Regions from separate parts of the Mus musculus genome. Here region 1 is linked to region 2. Evidence: chromatin contacts called from public HiChIP or PLAC-seq data. All regions are on one chromosome and are shown on one strand. Each heading gives the region's core, a stretch centred on a gene start, on an enhancer-like site or on the middle of the called end of the contact. The rest is flanking DNA. Distances are from core to core; before and after follow the strand shown. Region 1 holds the start of Lat2 (linker for activation of T cells family, member 2). Region 2 overlaps Clip2 (CAP-GLY domain containing linker protein 2).

Evidence for each region. HiChIP or PLAC-seq counts read pairs in DNA pulled down with a chosen protein or histone mark.
Region 1: an H3K27ac HiChIP or PLAC-seq map of microglia shows a contact between it and region 2, with 7 times the contacts expected there. The contact joins the promoter of Lat2 here to the enhancer-like site in region 2. A contact is called at or near these places in 10 of 39 promoter capture datasets (the C10 cell line, the HPC-7 cell line, cranial neural crest and 7 more), 6 of 15 datasets of contacts at CTCF or cohesin (CD8 T cells, the G1E-ER4 cell line, the NIH/3T3 cell line and 3 more), 103 of 484 Hi-C or Micro-C datasets (the 63-12 cell line, B cells, B-cell progenitors and 63 more), 20 of 115 datasets of contacts at active chromatin or transcription factors (the 230-238 cell line, the HPC-7 cell line, Th17 cells and 14 more) and 5 of 9 other capture datasets (adipose tissue, bone marrow-derived macrophages, liver and 2 more).

Annotation. Positions count from the first base shown.
Region 1 is chr5:134,612,591-134,618,032 of GRCm38.p6, reverse strand. It overlaps Lat2 (linker for activation of T cells family, member 2), which reads left to right and starts at 3,008. Exons shown (of 13, transcript NM_020044.3): 1 at 3,008-3,144.
Region 2 is chr5:134,520,783-134,526,257 of GRCm38.p6, reverse strand. Clip2 (CAP-GLY domain containing linker protein 2) reads left to right here. Exons shown (of 17, transcript NM_009990.3): 3 at 3,116-3,672. Among named protein-coding and RNA genes, the nearest start is that of Clip2, 29 kb to the left of the region's middle. Within about 2 kb of position 4,222, at least 94 of the 459 cell types and tissues checked have an H3K27ac peak or open chromatin away from gene starts, as enhancers often do. A contact at or near this core is called in B cells, CD8 T cells, the CH12 cell line and 24 more, where this site is marked.

The DNA of each region.
Region 1 (5,442 bases), core at 1,759-4,258, 93 kb before region 2:
GCTCAGGAGGCAGAGGCAGGCAGATCTCTGGGATCAAAGGCAGCCTGGCCTACATAGAAGCCCTGTCTCAGAACGACAGACCATGGTTCAGGGCTTGGAAATCTGGCTCATCTGTTAAAAAGCGTTTGCTGACCTTCCAGCTACCTCCATAGTAGCTCACAGCAGTATAACTTCTAGGGGTCTGATGCCCTCTGGCCACCAAGAACCAGGCACACAAGTGTTGCACAGACATACATGCTTTCAAGACACTTGGAGTGCTTCAGTAATTCTAGCTATTCCAGGGACTGAGACAGGAGGTCTGCAAGTTCAAGGCCCATCCTGGACTACATAGCCAAGAGGCCGTCTAAAAATGAAAAATTAGAACACTACAGGGGTGTGCCTCCATATCTAGCTGTGCTGTGTTAGAAATGGAACCCAAGCGAGCACCAACTGAACAACATCCCAGTTTTGGTGTTGGTAGGTTGTGTGTGTGTGGGGGGGGGGGGGGTATCTCTAAAAAGGAATCCAGAAGCAGGCACGGGGCTGAGGTTACAAGTGACTGTGCCAGGGATCCAAGATGAATGGGTCCCTCCAGAACTGAGTGAAGTTGGACTACTGTGAGCTACTGTGTAGGTGCAAGTGGGAAAGAGGCCAACCATGATCCTCTTAGGGGTTCTCTGCCTCCCCACCTGACCCCGTGGGGAAAAAAAAGTCTGATGAACTGAATGCATCCGCACTACCTGTGGTCAGCACAGATTTCAATGGTCAACTGAGTCTCCTGGTGATCGTCCCCATGCCTGTGCTACTTTGCTTCACCACAGGGTGGCAGCAGCAGGCTTGGGGCACAGACTGGGGAAGAAACACCCAGGCTAGCACTAAACTCACAGCAGATTGCCTCCTGCCTATGTCCTTCCTCCCCACTACAGGCAGTGATACCCCCAACTGAGAAATGGCCTTGGCTGGGGGTGGAGGGGGTGCTCAGTTATTAGTGTTCTCAAAAGCCTGAGGAACCCGAGCTTGGATCCCCAGCTCTCAATGAAGCTGGGCACAAACGACGTGTGCTCTTAGCTTTGGGGACATGGGAACATGGCTATCTGGAGCTTGCAGGACCAGCCAGCCTGGACTAACTCGGTGAGTCTCTGGAGTCTCTGGCCAGTGAAAGGGAACAGTCAAGGTGGAAGCTTGGTATGGTCCCAACACTTGGGAAGAAGCAGGAGGATCTGTGAGTTCCCAGGCCAGCCAGGACTATACAGTGAAACCCAAAACACAGAAAAATTACAACCAGGAGGTGGCAAGATGGCTCAGTGGTAGAGGTAGTTTCCAGCACGCCTTTTTTTTTTTTTTTTTTAACTGTTTACTCTTTATATTTATTTATTTATTATATGTAAGTACACTGTAGCTGTCTTCAGACACTCCAGAATAGGAAGTCAGATTTCATTACCGATGGTTGTGAGCCACCGTGGTTGCTGGGATTTGAACTCCGGACCTTTGGAAGAGCAGTCAGGTGGTCTTACCCACTGAGCCATCTCACCAGCCCTGCGCACGCCTTTAATCCCAGCACTTGGGAGGCAGAGGCAGGCAGATTTCTGAGTTCAAGGCCAGCCTGGTCTACAGAGTGAGTTCCAGGACAGCCAGGGCTACACAGAGAGAGAAACCCTGTCTCAAAACAAACAAAAAAGAACTAACGTACAAAGAAATAGATGTAATAAAGACAATTTGGGTTTTTTTGTTTGGTTGGTTTGGATTGGTTTTTCGAGACAGGGTTTCTCTGTATAGTCCTAGCTGTCCTGGAACTCACCATAGTGGCCTCTAACTCAGAAATCCACTTGCCTCTGCCTCCCGAGTGCTGGGATTAAAGGCGTGCGCCACCACGCCCGGCTGACAATTTGGTTTTTAAAAAGTAGATGACACAGTCTGCATAAATCTGAGTTCAAGGCCAGCCTGCTCTACAGAGTGAGTCTCAAGACAGCCAGGGCTACACAGAAACTCGGTCTCAAAGAAACTAAAATGTGGAAGACACCAAGACTGACTTCTGGCCTCTACATTCACCCACTACCACCACCCACACACAGAGGCAGCTTGTCTATCCAGCTGTCTCTGGCACAGTGGTCCTTTGTTCCATCTGCCATCTTTATTCCCGTCTTTCTCCCTGTATCCTCTGTCCCTTATCTCTTTTATCTGCCGGTTAGTATTTGTTCTATGGGATTCCACTGCCCTAATCTCTCTCTCTGATCCCCATTCTCAGATGCCTGTGGATGCTGGAAGGATTCTAGCTTCCTCTTACCTGTGGTTGTCAGCGTCTACATATCTGCCTCTCTGTCTTTCTGGTCCTCTCCTGACCTGTGCATCTGTGTGTGTGTGTCCCCATCTCTGGTGTCTGACTGTGGCACGTGCGTGAGTGTGTACATGTCCCTCGAAACTCCGTCCTCTCCATGTCTGTGTCCATGTGAACTCTGGGGTTGACTCTCTACCCGTCGATCACTGTAGCCCTCCCTCCTCCATGTGACCTTGCTCTGTGGTGGGCATGTACTGTGTGTGCTTGGCTTTCAGTCTGCCCGTGCCTGTGCCCATCTCTCACTTCCCATTTTCCCTATGTCTGTTTTCTTTTTTATTGCCTCTCCACCCCCAGGAGTGTGTGCACATACATGTGCATGTGTGTGCACATGCACACTGCACATAAGCCTGTGTGTATGTACATATGCATCAGAGGACAACTAGACACTCACTTCATGGTTCCTGGTGATAGGAACCCTGGTTCCTCTGGTTCCAAGTTGTCCAGCTTGGTGGAACGTGCCATTACCCAGGGAGTCTTTTTTGAGACAGGGTCTCACTGTAGCTGTCCTAGCTTATATAGACCAGGCTGGCCTCAAACTCAGAGCTCTGCCTGCTTCTGCTTCCCAAGTGCAGGCATTTAACAGCACACACCACCATGCCCAGCTTTAACTTCGCTTTGTATCTCTGCATCTTTTTCTGTCTCTGCTCCACCCACTTTGTCATTAACCACCCTAGTAGTCTGGCCGAGGCGGATGTAGAGGAGATGATTCAGTAGTGACAGGAAGCCAACTGCCTTGCCCACTGCTCACCAGAGTCAGTGGTGTTGGCATCAGCTTGGGCAGGTGTGCGGCACAAGATGAAGGGGCCATGGTGAGGAGCCCTCACCCTCAGGTAAGCCTTTCCCAGGGGTGCTCCCCTGTTGTGCTACACCCCACAAGACCCTTAGGGATAGACGGAGCGGAAGCCGAGATACCTGATACCTCCCACCCTGGCCTAGTGCTGTGGCCCTTAAGGAAAGCCTATGCAGGGCTCCAGGCACCCACTTATCTATCATTGGCTTCCCAAACCCCTAGCCTCTGAGACCCCCCAAGAAGCCCCTAGGGTGGTTCTGTCACTACCAGTGACTGGAGAGGGCCAGCTAAGAGCCAGAGATGTGAGATTCTCCCGCCCGTTGAGGGTTGGCTAATGCCACAGGCCTGTGTATGGAACTTGGATGCTTTGGGGAACTGTGCCCAAGCCCTGTTCCAGCCAGGAGGAAGTTGCTATCCCCAGAAGTCCATCCAGGCCTGAGCCAGCTTGTACTTTCTGACAGATAATCCTTGTAACGTTGGTGGGCTCCTTGGTTCCGGCTTTGAACAGGTGGCCCAGATTGACCAGGGACAAGGCCTGCCAGACCTCTGTACATAGACATACTCACATATGTACGTGAACAGTCGCCCGCTGGCCTCCAGTAGGTGTCTTCAGGGTCTTCTCTCCGCCTCATTTGAAGGCCCAAGTTATTTGGTCAGACTGGGTACTGTACACTCCTCCATCAGGGCATTAGGAATGCTGAGGTGGGGAGACCCTAAGTTCAAGGCCAGGCAGTACTCCATTGTGAGGCCCTGCCGCAAAGGCTCAAACCACAGAAATGTTATTCAGCTAAGCCTGCAGGCCTCAGAGTAGCACCCCATGAATAAAGCCATCCCTGGTGTGAGACGGGTCATGTACTTCATCCAACAGACCCTCATGGCCTTTTTACCCCGAAGAACGAGCTGCCGCAGTGATCACTCACGAAGGGCCACTGAGGTTAGAAGCTCCGATGCAGTCCTCAGAAGCAAGCCTTGCTCATATGAAAACTGCCCACTTCCCTTTGAGCTATTTTGGCCCACGGAGCCACAGAGCTGTGGCGGTCCCCCACACACCCACAGCTAGCCCTGCCTGGCCCCTTGGGGCCTTCTGAGACTGCTGGGCCATTCCTCCTGCAGCCCTACCCTCTGTTCCCCTCACCCTCTGCCTCTACTCTCAGGGTAGAGAGCATCAGATAGGATAGAGGGAATTCACCGGGCCTGCTCTGGGTTTCCATCTTTTCCAGTGTTTCTTTGTGGCACAGTATGCGCCTCTCTGAACCTCCATTTGCTCCTTGGGAGGAAGAAAACATTTGGGCTCAGAGGGATCCCCAACTGAGAAGCAAGCCCCAGGCCCTGTCCAGGAAGCACCCCATGTACTCACACCTGCCTTTTTTTTTTCAATATTTTAATACATTCTTTTATTACCACATGTGTGGATGGATGTGCATGTAGCACGGTGTAGGCCAGAGAATAACTTCTGAGAGATAACTTCTCAGCACCGTGTGGGTCCTGGGGATGAATTCAGATCATCAGACTCGGTCGCAAGCACCTCTCACCTGCAAGCTACCTCACCAGGCCCCTTTCAGTCTTTTTTTATCAGTATGCTTTCATTATGCATACTAAGAGGCTTGTGACACTTCCATACAACATGCATCTTGGTCATATTCACCCCCAAATTACCTCTCTTGTCCTTCCCGGTTCCCACTGGTCCCTGCTCTCTTCCCAACTAATCCCCTCCTGATATATTATGTTCTCAGTGGGAGTGGGATAGGGTAGTGGCCCAATGAGTTTCATTAGGTTTGCTTACAGGATGTGAGTGAGGGGTGGGCATCTTACCATTGAAGAAGTGCTCTCTCTCTCTCTCTCTTTCTCCCTCCCTCCCTCCCTCCCTCTCTTCCTCCTTCTCCTCCTCCTCCTCCAGCAATGGGTTTTTTTTGTTGTTGTTGTTGTCGTTTTTGGTTTTTCAGGACAGGGTTTTTCTGTGTGGCCCTGGCTGTCCTGGAACTCACTCTGTAGACCAGGCTGGCCTCGAACTCAGAAATTCACCTGCCTCTGCCTCTTAAGTGCTAGTGCTGGGATTAAAGGCGTGTGCCACCAACACTCGGCTGTCTTTTTTTTTTTAATTTAAAATATTTATGTAAGTTGGAACATGCTGCTACAAGCCTATAATTGCGGCACCTAGGAGACAAATGCAGGCCATTCTCTGTGAATTCCAGGCCAGCCAGGTCTACACAGTGAGTTTCAGACTCACCAGAGCTACACAGTGACTCCCTGTCTCCAAACCACAATGTATGTGAATGATTGTTTGCCTTGCATGTACATGTGTGTACCACATTCATGCCTGGTGCACACAAAGGCTGGG
Region 2 (5,475 bases), core at 2,973-5,472:
TGAAGGGAGGTCAGAGGACACCTTGGCTGAGTCAGTTCTCCCTCTCTGCCATTTTGGCCCTGAGATCACATTTTGGTCAATCTTGGCAGCAAGCACCTTTACCCACTGAGCCACCTCACTGGCCCTGTGCCAGCCTTCTGGCAGAGCAGGCAGGGAAGGTTTCTCTGAGGCTACAAACAGCTCAGTAACTTCATAAAGTACTAGATTATGGGAACCTTATTCAAGGGTGAGCATCCCTCCCTCCAGTTCCCCCACACCCTTAACTGGCTGGATGATAACTTCTCTTCTTGTGTGTGCCACCCTTCTACCACCCCTTGCTGGCCCTCAGTCGTCCTCCCTTGTGGCATCCTTGTGACCACAGGGTTGGCCAGATAGTACGTGCCCATTGAACTGGGGTTCCTCCTGACCGAGTCTTGGCAGGTAAGGAAAAGCCCTGTCAGGGTTGGGCAAATAGTTCAGACCATAAACAGCTTGCCTTGCAAGAGTGGGGACCCTGCGTTCAAGCCCCTAAACCTTAGGTTAAAAAACAAAACAAAGCCGGGCGGTGGTGGCGCACGCCTTTAATCCCAGCACTCGGGAGGCAGAGGCAGGCAGATTTCTGAGTTCGAGGCCAGCCTGGTCTACAGAGTGAGTTCCAGGGAAGCCAGGGCTAATACAGAGAAACCCTGTCTCGAAAACCAAAAGAACCAAAAGCCAAAAACCAAACCAAACCAAAACAAAACCAACCAACCAACCAAACAAGACTGAGACTCTGGTGACCTGGCATGCAGGAGGCCATGGTTTCATCCCCAGCCCTACATAAACATGGTGGTCCATGCCTGACATCACAGCACTTCAGATGGAGAGGCAGAAAAAGATCAGAAGTTCAAGGTTGTCCTTGGCTCTATAGCAGATTCAAGACTAGCCTAGGTTACTCAAGACACTTAAAAGAAGGAGGAGGAGGAGGAGGAGGAGGAGAATCGGGTGGTGTCCGGCGAGGTGGTTCATAACCACTGCAATCCCAGTGCGAGGGAGACAGATAACTGGCAAGCCCAGCGAGTGTGAGGCAGCATGGGTAAGGGCTGGGCAGAGGGCTCAGTGCTTGAGAGCACTTTTTTTTCAGCTCTTTTTTTTTTTTTTTTTTCGAGACAGGGTTTCTCTGTGTAGCCCTGGCTGTCCTGGAACTCACTCTGTAGACCAGGCTGGCCTCGAACTCAGAAATCTGCCTGCCTCTGCCTCCCGAGTGCTGGGATTAAAGGCGTGCACCACCCCGCCCAGCAAGCACTGGCAGCTCTTGCAGAGTTCATTTCCTAGTACCTTGGCACAGTTGGCAGCTCACAACCACCAAGAGGAAGCTCCAAAGACTTCATGCCCTCTTCTGGCCTCTGCAGGCACCTGTACACACATGGGTATACATGTGTATGGCACATGTGTGAGCATACACACACACACACACACACACACACATGCACACACACAGGAAAAAGAAAAGGCTTGTCTCCTGTCTAAGACAAGGCAAGTCTCAAGTCCTTTCATGCAGGGGACAGTGCCTTCTGAGTCCCCACACAAATCCCTACACCCACTGTTGAACCAGACTCCCAGCTGTTTCTCTCCTCATTTCAGCCTTAGTCTTTTGCATCAAAGCTCCACTTGGGATGTTTTTTTGGAGACAGTCTTACTGTGTAGTCCTGATTAGCCCAGAACCCAGTATGTAGACCTTTGCTGGCCTTGAATTGGTCCAGCCTATCACCTGTGTGCTAGAATTAATGATTAAAGGTGTGTGCTAGCATATTAGGTTTAGTTTGAACTTGAAACCTATTTAAAAGATTTTTTCTTTGAGACAGGTTCTTATGTAGCCCAGGCTGGCTCTAGACTCTGTGCATAGCTGAGGATAACCCTTTACTTTGATTCTTTATCCTCCCGGGATTCGTGAGGCAGAGGCAGGTGGATCTGTGAGTTCAAGTCCAGCCTGGTCTATAAAGCCAGTTCCAAGATAGCCAGGGCTATCTGGAGAAACCCTGTCTTGAAAAAATATTAAAATAAAAATCAGAACCCTGTGTGTGTGTGTGTGTGTGTGTGTGTGTCTTATCTAGTCTCATGGGGAAACTGAGGCACCTATTTAGAGAAAGCCTGGCCAGTGTGTTACAAATATCTCTGGTGGGGGATAGGATGCTATGTTGGGGGCGTCCTGTGTTCTCCCACTCCTAGGCAGCTGAAATCTCCCTGCCTGTCTCTGTGGGGAATTTAAGGAGAGTTTGATCTCTGTGAGGCAGGGGCAGCTGGGAGGACCAAGCGGGGATGGCTAAAAGGGCAGCTGTGTTGACATCACAGACATGAGACCTGAGGTGTAGCAGCTGTTGAAGCAATTGGTTGGAGGGACCTGTGACCCTGGAGAGAGGTGGGGGTTGGGAGAGATTATCTGGGGGTCCTGTGCGCTGGGACAGCTGACGGTAGAGACAGCTGAGCTGGTATCCTCTTTCTAAGAATAGGCGCACTGGGTCCCCCAAACCCTGGAACCCCTTTTTGTTCTTTATGCAAAGAGACAGGTAGAGTGGGGTCCTCGATGATGGGGTCAGACACCAGTGAGGGCTGGGGTCACAGCCCATAGCTACCTAGACATGCCAGGCATGTACAGAATTGTTTTATATCCCTTTGTCTGTTATGGGAGGGGTGGCATTCATTCTGTGGCACACATCTGGAGGTCCCTGGAGATCAGAGGACAGCCTGTGGAAGTTGATTCTTTCCAACACATGTGTCCCAGGGATTGACTTCAGGTCGTTCGGCTCCTTGACCCACTGACCACCTCATCAGACCATTGTTTGGTTTTTGATGTCCTGAGGGTGAAACCCAACCCTCATACAGTGTCTACCCTGTCAGCCACATGCCACCCCACTAGTGTGAACTCTTGTCAATGGCAGAGACTCAAACATTGGATACCCCAGGGTGGGTGCCAGAAGAATACGGAAAGACTTTGGGTTGCCCACTCTCTGGAGGAAATAAGCCCTTCACAGGTCAAACTGCTGAGCATGGCTGCCTCAGTTTCCCTAAGATAACTATCACCGACACCCCGAGCTCTGGCTCTATATGCCCTAGTTCCCAGGCTAGCTCTAATTCCTGCCTCTTAACTTATCCACAGGGTCTCCCCTGCACAAACAGGCATCGGGCCCCTCCTCGTCTGGAGCCGCCACCACCGTCTCTGAGAAGCCAGGTCCAAAGGCGGCTGAAGTGGGTGATGACTTCCTGGGAGACTTTGTGGTGGGCGAGAGGGTGTGGGTGAATGGCGTGAAGCCAGGCGTGGTGCAGTACCTGGGTGAGACACAGTTTGCGCCAGGCCAGTGGGCCGGCGTGGTCTTGGACGACCCGGTGGGCAAGAACGATGGAGCTGTGGGTGGCGTGCGCTACTTCGAGTGCCCGGCTCTACAGGGCATCTTCACGCGGCCCTCCAAGCTGACCCGCCAGCCCACCGCTGAGGGCTCGGGCAGTGATACGCACTCGGTGGAATCCCTCACGGCCCAGAACCTGTCCCTGCATTCTGGCACGGCCACGCCCCCACTCACAGGCCGAGTCATCCCCCTGCGGGAGAGTGTTCTTAACAGCTCAGTGAAGACGGGCAATGAGTCTGGTTCCAACCTCTCCGACAGTGGTTCTGTGAAGCGCGGTGACAAGGACCTCCACCTGGGAGACCGTGTGCTGGTAAGTGGGTGGTACCTGGCCGGGTACCCCAACTCTCTTTACCCCTCATTCCCTCGGGAATAAGCTGGACCCCAGGGACTGGCCAGAGAAGAGACTAAATGGGAACTCAAACAACGTCCAGGCTGAGGCCATGTCACTCATTGGTGCCATAGTGGAGAGGATGCAGGCTCTGAAGCCTGTTGCTGTGTGGTCCTGGGCATGTATATTAGCCTTTCTGGGTCTCAGTTCCCATCTTCCGTCAGATTTTTTTTTTTTTTTTTTGGTGTGGCTGTGATAATACTTGAGATGAAAAGAACTTATGGGAGGAAAGATGGGTTTAAGCACGACATAAAAGAGGGTCCAGTTCAAAGTTGGCCGGGTCCAGTTCAAAGTTGGCCGGCTCCAGTGCTTTGGGCCAGTAGTCAGCATGAAACAACAGGGCCGAAGGGCATGGTGGGGGAAAGTTGGTAACCTTGAGGTTTCCAGAAAGAGAGGGAGGGGGAGAAGGCGGGCGGAGCACAGGCTGAGTCTGTGGCTTAGGGATGGGAAGTCTGATGTTACACCCACAGTGACTACTTCCTCTGACCAGGCCCCGCCTCCTAACAGCCCATTCAGCTCTAAACTCATCAGAGGGCTAACATGGAGTCCGTTCCTTCCTTATCTAATCTCCAGCTGGGGACCAAGCCTTTAACCAAGTTTCTTTGGGGGAGGGGGGTGGTATTTAAGTTTAGCCATTCTTTCTTTTTAGACAGGGTGTCACTCGGTAACACTGGCTAGCTCGGGACTTGCTATGCACACCAGGATGGTCTCGCTCAGACACCGTGCCCAACAAAAACACTGTTTTATAAAATGGCAATTTTGGACTGGGGCTATATCTCAGTTGTTAGAGTGCTGGCCTGGAGTGCACAAATCCCAGGGTTTGGTCCCCAGCACCCCATAAGCCAACATGCCTGTCATCTCAGCTCTCGGGAAGTGGAGGCAGGAGGATGGAAGTTCTAGGTGAACCTTCGGCTGAGACTGGAGGACAAGCTGAGTTCTTCTGTCCTCCAGGCCAAAGCCCTGATTTCTCTTCAGCCTCTTCCTATTCTACTCTCCTGAGGCCAGTGACTAACATTGCAGTCTCCATGGTAGAAGCATCCAGAACTTTCCATGGGGAAGATGGTCAGTCATCTGCAAAATAGGAGAAGGCACTTGAGACTACCAGTGAATATAGGACCATGCATATTCATATCACTACAGATACTCATGTGGAGACAAATATGTGCACATGAATATTCATGTTCATATGAATATTCATGTTGCATGGATATTCATCAGGGCAGAAAGGCTCTGGGGGAGTGAAAAATATGATTACTGAATAAGAAACTGCCCAGACGTGTTGGAAAATTAAGAGAAGTTAGAAGCAGCGAGGCATGGACAGTGAGTCTGAGGTCAGCCTAGGCTACAAAGTGAGCCAACCTGGGCTACAGAACAAGAGCCTGTCTCTGAACAACAGCAAAGCACTGAGGTAGTATCTCAGTAGGTAAGTACAAGGACCTCAGGTTAACCCCCAGAGCCAAGGGGAAAAAAATGCAGGCTGTGGGGGTGCATGCTTGTAATCCCAACACTGGGGAGGCAGAGACCGGAGAATCTCTGGGGCTTGCTGACCAACAGCTTAGCTAAATCTGTAGACTCCGGATTTAGAGAGAGACCCTGTCTCAAGACCTAAGGTGGCGGAGACTTCACATTGGCCTCTGGCCCATATGCACATGTGCATGTCACAGGAACATAGGCACACACAGAGATTTTGTATAGACGGGGGTTGGGGGTGGGGAGGGAATGTGC